Linked DNA regions of Gossypium raimondii: region 2 is linked to region 1. Evidence: chromatin contacts called from public Hi-C data. All regions are on one chromosome and are shown on one strand. The core of a region is the stretch at or near the end of the contact, and the rest is flanking DNA. Distances in the headings are between cores, read along the strand shown. Region 1 holds the start of LOC105773315 (cullin-4). Region 2 holds the start of LOC105773237 (ornithine aminotransferase, mitochondrial).

The links. A called contact is a pair of places that touch in the nucleus more often than the background predicts.
Region 2: a contact with region 1 is called in a Hi-C map of leaf, with 2.9 times the contacts expected there. The contact joins the promoter of LOC105773237 here to the promoter of LOC105773315 in region 1. A contact is called at or near these places in 2 of 2 Hi-C or Micro-C datasets (both in leaf).

The regions. Positions count from the first base shown.
Region 1 is chr6:46,597,000-46,601,628 of ASM2569854v1, reverse strand. It overlaps LOC105773315 (cullin-4), which reads right to left and starts at 1,926. Exons shown (of 17, transcript XM_012595089.2): 1 at 1,400-1,926; 2 at 178-293; 3 at 1-79. The coding sequence starts at 1,718.
Region 2 is chr6:46,908,999-46,913,553 of ASM2569854v1, reverse strand. LOC105773237 (ornithine aminotransferase, mitochondrial) reads right to left here and starts at 2,716. Exons shown (of 11, transcript XM_012594959.2): 1 at 2,582-2,716; 2 at 1,984-2,482; 3 at 1,240-1,348; 4 at 790-1,020; 5 at 218-377; 6 at 1-50. The coding sequence starts at 2,138.

The DNA of each region.
Region 1 (4,629 bases), core at 677-3,176:
ATATATGTTCTTCACACTCTTTTTCAATGCGTTGATAAAGGCTTCCCCCCATCTTGTGCAGGCACAGATCATTGACAGCCTGAAGAGAGCATGTTCAATTATCAAGAGGCAATATTGCTAACATTGCAAATGGCTATAATAATCAAAATAGAGAAAAGAAGAATATGTGAGACTTGCCTGGTAAAGCTTCTCTAAGTCACAAGAATCTGGTCGCTTCAAAAATATGGCAGTAATGGCTGACTTCAGCGTTGCCCATGTCTCCACCTCAAAATTTGTAGGCAATGTTGGTTTTGCTGAAAAAACCAAGACAAGAAGTTAAAGTTGTATCAGAAACCTTCCTGAATATGGTCCTAAATAGCCTTCTTGTAAGCAATGCCCTTCTAGTTTCCTACAATTAGTACACATAAACCACATAGAATCGGATGTAATTTGATTTGAAAATATAAAACAAATTTCAATCCTCATTACACTTCCTCTCAAATAAACTTACTAATAATAGTCACCAGCTAAATAAAATCCATTTTCAGTTGTTTAGGAAGAACTGGTTATACTTATGCAAGTATGCATCATAGATGCTTACAGAAAATAGTCTAAAAGGGGACAGTAATGAACTTTTCAAAAAGCTCAGGGGTTTCAGAGGATAGCTCCAAACCACATTCACGCAACATGATCCCTTGATAAATTAACAGAGAAGGCCAAACTGAAAAACCATCCAAAAAGGAAGTAAAGATCGCTCAAAGCTTTCAAGTAGAGCTACATAAGTAGTAGTCCCGCATCTCAAAGGTAAAAAAACATAAAATGTAACAAGGATTTTGCTAACCAGTGTCCTGATGGCACTCTTTGAGGTTAATATATATAGTAACATCTTTCATCAAAAGCACTGAAAATGATGAAACTATCCTAAAGGCACTCATTTAACAAAACCCTTTAAACTAACAAATCAAGCAGGACCCTGACCTAGTTTAACATGAATAATCTTGCCTCCCAAAAATCGATGTCAATTTCAAATTATAATAAATAAAGGGTAAAATCTTAGCAAATGGTTGAAATCGTGACCGCATTACACTGGAAAAAATGAACAGTTCTGATGATCAGCTAATAGACCTCTATGAAACCTTAGGTAGAAGCTAGGATAGGATTGAAAGCACTAGCCTACGAATAGATCTCAGTAAGACAAAAAACAATAAAATGATTTAACCCGTAGCAAGGTCCTAATTTCTAAATTCACCTCCTATAATCCCTAATTTTTCATTCCAAAAGCGACCCAACAAACAAAGTCACTAAAATTCTAAGACCAAACTCTCAAATCAACTAAATAGGGCAACTTTACAAATGACCCAGAAAATAAATTTCACAAAAAAGAAAAAAGAAGAGAGAAATCAAGAAAAAAGAACCCAACCTTTAACGAGTTTGATGACAAGCTTTTTGGCAGGTTGAGGAGGGGTAGCCTTTTTGCGAGACAAATTAGCGGCGGCGGGAGTACGAGCATCGGCGGACTTGGAATCATCGTGGAGGGGCATAGATGAAGGGTCAAAAAGGACGTTGTTATCGTCTTGGTTGTTATGGTGATGATGGAGGCCGTTTCTGTTTGGGTCGAGGGAGCAAGCAACGGCTTGGGACTTGGCTTTCTTCATTGGAGGTTGGAAATGAGGCGAGGAAGAAGAAGAAGAAGAAGCAGTGACGTTGGTTATAGAGCGTTTGGTGGGGGGGAGAGACATGAAAGTGATCAACAGAGCATTGTAAAATCTTCAGCTCCTTCGCTTCCTTTTGATTTGGGATAATGTTGCCTTAATAATGCCTTATACACACAGGAAAAAGAAGGAAGATTTGAGAAGGCAGCACAGCAAAGCAGCAAAAGATAAAAATTTGTGAGTGAGAGAGGAAGAGAGAGAAAGATTATAATAAAAAATGGTTTTCTTTTTCTTTTTTTCTTTTGTAGGTTTTATTTATTTTTCTTTTAAGCGAAAGAAACAGGTCTGCTTTTTTTTTTTTTTTTTTTAGTTTTGATGGTTTGGTGGTGCAGGCTTAATATTGTTCCTTTTTTTTTTTAATTCTAAATATTCGGGATTTATTGTGGCTGTCTCTTCCAATTAATACCTACTAAGTACAACCTGCAATTCTTTTTCCAGCTTAATGGTTTTGATTAGTTTAAATAAAATTATATTAGGTAAAAATATATTTTGTTAATTGTACTTAAAGAATCTAAACTTTTTTTATCCAATTAGATACCTAAATTTGGTCTTAAGATTCAATTTGGTACTTAAAGTTTTTTTTCTAATGCAATTAAGCATCTAAACTTGGCTTTCTAGTTCAAATTACCACCTAAATTTGGCTTCATAGTTTAAACTGACTCAAATGAGTCATTTACCGTAACTACTGATTTGGATCAAAAAGTCATATTTAAGTACCAATTTGAACCAAAATCTCAAATTTAGGTATCTAATTATATAAAAGAAAAACTTTAAGTACCAAATTGGACATTAAAGCCAAGTTCAAACATCTAATTGGACAAAAAAAAAGTTTAGGTACCAAATTGAACCATAAAGCCAAGTTCAAGTATCAAAATATATTTTCTCATTATATTATGACACAAATCTATATCTATAATTATAATATATATAAAGGCACGAGTTTGGAAAAACTTTTAAACTAACGGTAATAGCCTTTATTTTCCACCATATTACTAAATTCACATTTAAAAATACTTATAATATTTAATTTAGAATTATAGTTTTAAAAGTTGAAATAAAATAGAAGACTGATAAGTACACATTTAAAAACAATTATAATTTAATAGAAATTATGATAATTACATATTTAAAAATAATTACAATTTAAATTACAATTATTAACTAAAAATTGTACTAATTTTAAAATAGAGTTACTACTTGAATAGAACTCTAAGCATGAAATATAGAAAAAAAAATTGTGATAATTATAAAGGCTAAATGCTCAAATTAGGTTTCAACCTTTTAGAGGTTGCTCACGTAAAGGTCAAACCTTTCGAAATGCTCATATAAAAGTCTAACATTTATAAAAATGTTAAAATAAGGACTTTTCATGCACTTCAATCCAATTTGAGTAAGAATTAGGTGAATTATAATGTATTTAGAATAAAATACATGATAGTTGAATCAAATATTGCTTGAAAATAAAAAAAATAAAAACATAATTTGAGATCTGATATACGAAATATGAGAAGCCCTTATTTGAGTACTTTCAAAAAAGTTTGGCTTTTATTTGAGCACTTTCAAAAACTTTTGTCCCTTATTTGAGCACTTTGAAAGGTTTGGCTTTCAATTGAGTATTTTTGTAAATGTTAGACCCTTATATGAGCATTTTGAAAGGTTTGGTCATTATATGAGTAACCCTTAAAAGGTTGCCCCCAATTTGTAATCCTAAGGGGTAAGATTGTATAGTATTTAAATCTCTGAACACTCTCATCTTGTAGATAAGCATTAATCTTGGTTGTCGATGTAATTTAAATGATACCGTTGGATCTGGGGGAGATCAACCATAAATAGAGGTCTTCCCCCTTATTTGTAATCAATCACATGTACTATATTCAGAGTAATTGAATACTTTTGAGAGCATTTACTCAAACACCTTGTGTGCATTGCTTTCTTGTGCCATTTTTCCTTTGTTCATAGCTTTTTTGCTTTAGTGTTTGCTTCCACGAATTTCGATTCTTAGAGAATTTTTTTGAGAATTCTTACCTTTAAAGAGTTAGGCTAACTTAGGCAGATTTGAAAAAAACTAATCACCTAAGGTCGCGCAGTTTGTCAAACTAAAGTTCTAGCCTCGTGATTGTTAATATCAAAGTCACAGTTTATTTAGGCACTATTGAGATGGGGAAAAAAGCTAAAGATCATAGTGTCCCGATGGAGACTCGTGGGAGGGCCAAGGAAGCAAGTAGATTGAGGGATATGATGTTGGCTATGAAAGGTGGAGTACCAAACTTGAGAAATCCGTGGGTGGAATCTTGCTTTGAAGTTATGATGTCTTAAGACAATGAACTCATGTTTTGAGACTTACCCTCTTACATCTCGAGACTGGTCTCAAAACATAACTCCCCCGGTTTCAGACCTCTTACTTCAATGTTTACTTATCTTGAGATAAAGGATCACTTGTCTCAAGACATGGCAAAGTATGTCTCAAGACATGCTCAACATGTCTCGAGACCAAATGGTCATTTACCTATAAAACGCTTCCTAAGTCATTCAAAAGGTAACCAACACATTCTAACTTATACCAACATGATACCTATTCATCATTCATCAAATTTACCTCCCTAAACACATCTAACACATGAATTCATACTATTCAATGCATTACATCGAAACATAAACATATCAAAGGTTATATACCTATGAACATATTACATTCAACATGATCAAGATTCAAAACTTAATAATAAGACCCTTATAAAACCTAAATATAATCAAGTGCACCAAAATAGGCAAAATAGCATATTAACCATAATTTAACCTAGGGACATGTCATTAGGAATTTATAAACAAAAGAACACAAACATGGTCCCAACTGAGTTACTGAGCTTTGGATGCTTCAAGAAACACAGAAACTATCAAGCCATCTGATCGACGTATGGGCATGGAAACAAACACATCC
Region 2 (4,555 bases), core at 1,467-3,966, 310 kb before region 1:
CTCTCCTTGAATAGGTTCAAAGAGAAATCCTGCTATTCTGTCTCCATGTTCTGCACTCAAAAGGAATAAGTAATGTGTTAGAATAGAAGAAAAGTACCTTTTTTCTGCATATATCAAGACATTGAAGATAAATTATTGAGATAGATCATCCAGAATAATTGATGCCTCTTAAGCACCAAATAAAAAATAAACTAACAAGTATTGGGACTATTCAAACCTTTAAAGATCTTCTCAAGGGCAACAGCATCACCAAAATCAACTTTAATATGACCAGGCAATAATGGCCCGAATCCACGAGTAGCCTCATTGTCACAGCTCATAGAGATGACAGCCAATGTGCGACCATGGAAGCAACCACAACAAGAGACGATAATAGCCTGCATATGCACAATTATTTAATCAAACATAAAAACAAATAAAACTTTACTAGATTATATATATGCATATATATAATACCAAGCCAGAAAGAAGATAAACAATATAGAACATCAGCTGCCATCCAAAATCATAAGTGCCTTGCTACTAAATTAAATAAAAAAGGAACACCACAAGTTTTCTGTTTCCTGAACTACTATTTTCCCCTTGTAGACAACTCCAGTATTTGTATCTATCTCCAATTAAGGTCATTGGACGAAGCAAAATAGTAATTACATAAAATCAGAAGTACCCCATCCACCTCTCGCCCCCAAAACCACCTTACAATACTTTCCCAGCTAATGGCCTCACATCAGGTAAGAGGAACTATTAGACACAACAAAAGATCAGTTAGCAAAGCTTGAAAAGATTTACCTCGTTTTTGGGAATTTTTTTCTTCTCATAACCCCATTTCCTTGCCAACTTCAGAGCGGTTTCCACTCCTTCAGCACCTGTGTTCATAGGAAGCACCATCTCATAACCAAACATGCTTGTCAAACGCTCAGCAAAAACTGGAAACCTGTCATTGTAGAAGGCTCTGGAACTGAGAGTGAGTCTTTCTGCCTGTTCTTGAAATGCTTTGATGATCTTTGGATGGCAATGTCCCTACAGTGGCAAGCAATGACACAAACTACAGATAAAACTGAATTCAAATTGCCAAGAAAAATGCAAATGGTGGATTTCTTTTCTTTCCCTCTGCCCCCCCCCCTCCCCGATCCCCTGAATTCTAGTGAATAACAGAAGGAACAAATGGATTAATAAGACAAAGTAAAGAGGCACCTACAGGTGTAGGGATTACTACAACACAAATTACACTGTTTATACCTGATTAACAGCTGAGTAAGCTGATAGAAAATCCAGATATTTCTTGCCTTCTGGATCCCATATGATTGATCCCTTTGCTTCAGAGAATACAACAGGAACTGGGTGGTAACTGTACTTGAACAAGAAAAGTAATTTTGCTTACTCTATCCTTGAAAAAATAAAGGCAATGGAATCAAATTACAAATGAAAAGGCAACTACAGAGACCATAAAAAATATCCTCCATGGAAAAGTTTCGTGATTTCCAATTCTCCACATTGAAACTCAATCAAAGGTCCTCAACAAAATCCATTAATCTAATAGGTTGAGTCTACATATTAGGGCATGGTCTAATTATATCAACAAAACCTGAATACAGAAATTAAAAAATTTCACCCTATTGAACTTGGACACAGCAACAGATACTCCATCATTCTAACAGGAAAGATCAATTGAACCCATTTATATTATCAAAGAAAAATTCTCACATAATCCATCATTCTAACAGGAGCGATCAACAAAGACTAAAGCTTGAAGCTAACAAAGCAAAACGAAAACCACAAATACTAATTATAATAAATATGTTTCCGATAAACGTAAGCAAAACCGAAAACATGAATACAAGTGATAGTAGATGCTTTTCAGATCAAAGAACCGAAACCCAGAACCCAAAACAAGAAGAAAAAAACTGAATTGCCAGAAGAAGAGAAAGATTAAGCCCAGAGATTAAGGATGAATCAAATGAAAAAAGAGAGAAAAGAACTAACTTGTGGGCACTATATTCGTATTCAAGGTTGATGAGATGGTTAGAAGAGGAAGAAGAAGAAGAAGAGCTGCCTTCAGCCAGAACACCATAGGTCCTCTTGCTTGTTCGGCTCACTCTGCTTAGCAAAGACAGTAAGGGTTTCCTCGTTGCCGCCATTTCCGGGTGACACCAACAGGTTTGTTATCGTTTTTCTCTCTCCTTCGGACTTGGAGGGTTATATTAGATAATGGTGTTTTATATTACGATGCACAGAAAAATGGGAAGTTTTTTCTCCTCTGTTTTCCGGCATAAATTCTTTTGTATCCGCAAGCTGAGTGTGTCAACCGCACGCATGTCTCTTCCAAATCCAAATCCCAATGTCTCAATTATCTAATAATACCCCGAGCTTTGCACGAAACCGACAAAAACTTCCCATTCTTTTGTTTAGAAAAACTCAATTACACTTTTCAAGATAATTTCTCCTTTTTCGTGTTCCAGATGGTAGAAGATCATACAAACAACTGAATAAAAACAATAAAAACTTGTATTATTATAATCATGGCATTAACGAGTTATTATTATATTTAGAAAGGAAACGAAGATAAGGGAAATATGCCAACCTTGGAGTCGATTACACGTAAGATTCCATCCAATTCCAAAATAATCCGATTTGCCGCACCTATCAAACTCTTTTATTGATACAAGTAACCGGTAGAGTTAACCAATCATATAATACTGTGCTGAGTGGCTGACCCCTCAACTTATGGCTTTGAGATCTGGGTTCGGAAATCATAAAATATTTTAAATTGTAATAGTTTTAGTTTATATTTTTATAATTTTAAAAAAATTAAATTAAATTATTATTATTTTAGAAGGATTTAAAATATAATTTTATTTTTACTATTTTAAAACTTTTAAAATGCCTAAATGAAAAAATTTTATTTTAAAAGGGCCGACCCCCTGCTAGCCCCCTAGTGTTTATGTTTAACCAAAAAATTTACACCAAGTAATTTATTCTACCAAAAGATAATTATACAACGAAAATTATTATCCATAAATTAACTCACAAAACTACAGCGACAAAAGAGTTAATTCATGCAAAAGGCAAAAGTGAGAGAAAAAATATTATTGCTAAAGACAATGATATTTGAATTGGATTGGATCGAAAACCCATTGAATTATCGATTCAGAGAATGATATTGGACTAATTATAGTGGGCATTGATACAAACCAACTAAATTAGCTAAAAAATAGGGTTTTTCTTTTCAATATTTTCATTTTTAGTTTTTTAATCAAAGTACCCTGACCAATCTATAAACATTGGCTAAATGTGTCAACCATAGGGACTGAAAATTTGCACGCTGATAAAAGATGCTTATAGTGATGAAATTCAATTCATCGATAAAGCATCTACCAAAAGTGACGCAAGTTTACTCATTGACAAAAACGGCTTCACTGACATAAATTAATTCACCACAAGAAAGTAAAGTGACGTAAAGATGAATTCCTAAATAAAAAGTTCTACAATGACGAATCGTTATTTATCACCAAATTGTTGACTGTAGTGACAACAATTTAATCATACCATTAAAAAGTAATTGCAAAGACAAAACAAGGGTGCCTCGCATTTTGGACAAATCAAGAGCCAAAACAGAGGCGCCGTCACGACGGAGATCCACGTGACGCTGCAATGACACGAAGCCAATTGGAGACACGAAGTAGACGATGTCTTGATGACGCGACACCTGACGTCATGACAATGACGATGTCATGACGAGAAGTGTTGGGACGTTGCGACGTGATGACGTGTTCCCACGATAATCGGGTTTCTTCTCCTAGTTAAACTCTAATTATTTTCCCTAATCAAATTTTGATTAATCTAGGATATTTTAGTCATATTTGACCTCCGAATTTGGTCTACAAAATGGCCTTTAGTAATCCTAGAATAGGTGATGAAAAATATAACATAACACAATTAAGAAATAACTTTAACAGAGTTTTAAGAGAATTTTGTGTTTTAGTCGGAGGGTTTTGTATTCGGCATTCAGGGTTTGTTTTTTATTATCTCTATCTTGTACTTTTCAGATTACTTTCTCATTAGTGAAGTCTCCTTTTGGCCTTGATTTTTTATCTTGTTATTTGAGAGCTTTCCACGTAAATATTTGTTTGTTTGATTTTCTCTATTTTGTTGTTCATTATTTATACGGGTCGATCCCCAACATCTTGGTCCTAAAAAAATATTTGGTCTATATTGGTACTTGAACTAAGATTTCATCAAACAATTTAGTCCTTTTCTTGTAACGTCGTTAAGTGGTGATGATGTGACACTTTAAGATTATATCATGCCATCATTTGAATTTTTTTAAAAAGCTATCGGAAAACTACAAAATTATAAAAAAACTATTAAAGATTATAAAATAAAAAGAGTTATAAATGAATTACAAAAAAAGAAGAAGAGGTTAGATTGTTAGATTTCCTAGTTTAGGGGTTTTTAATGTGTGGGTGATGAAATGTAACCTAATTAGACTACCTAAATTAAATTTGATTTTCATAGTAGAAAGAATGAATGGAAGCTTACTGAATATGATACAATT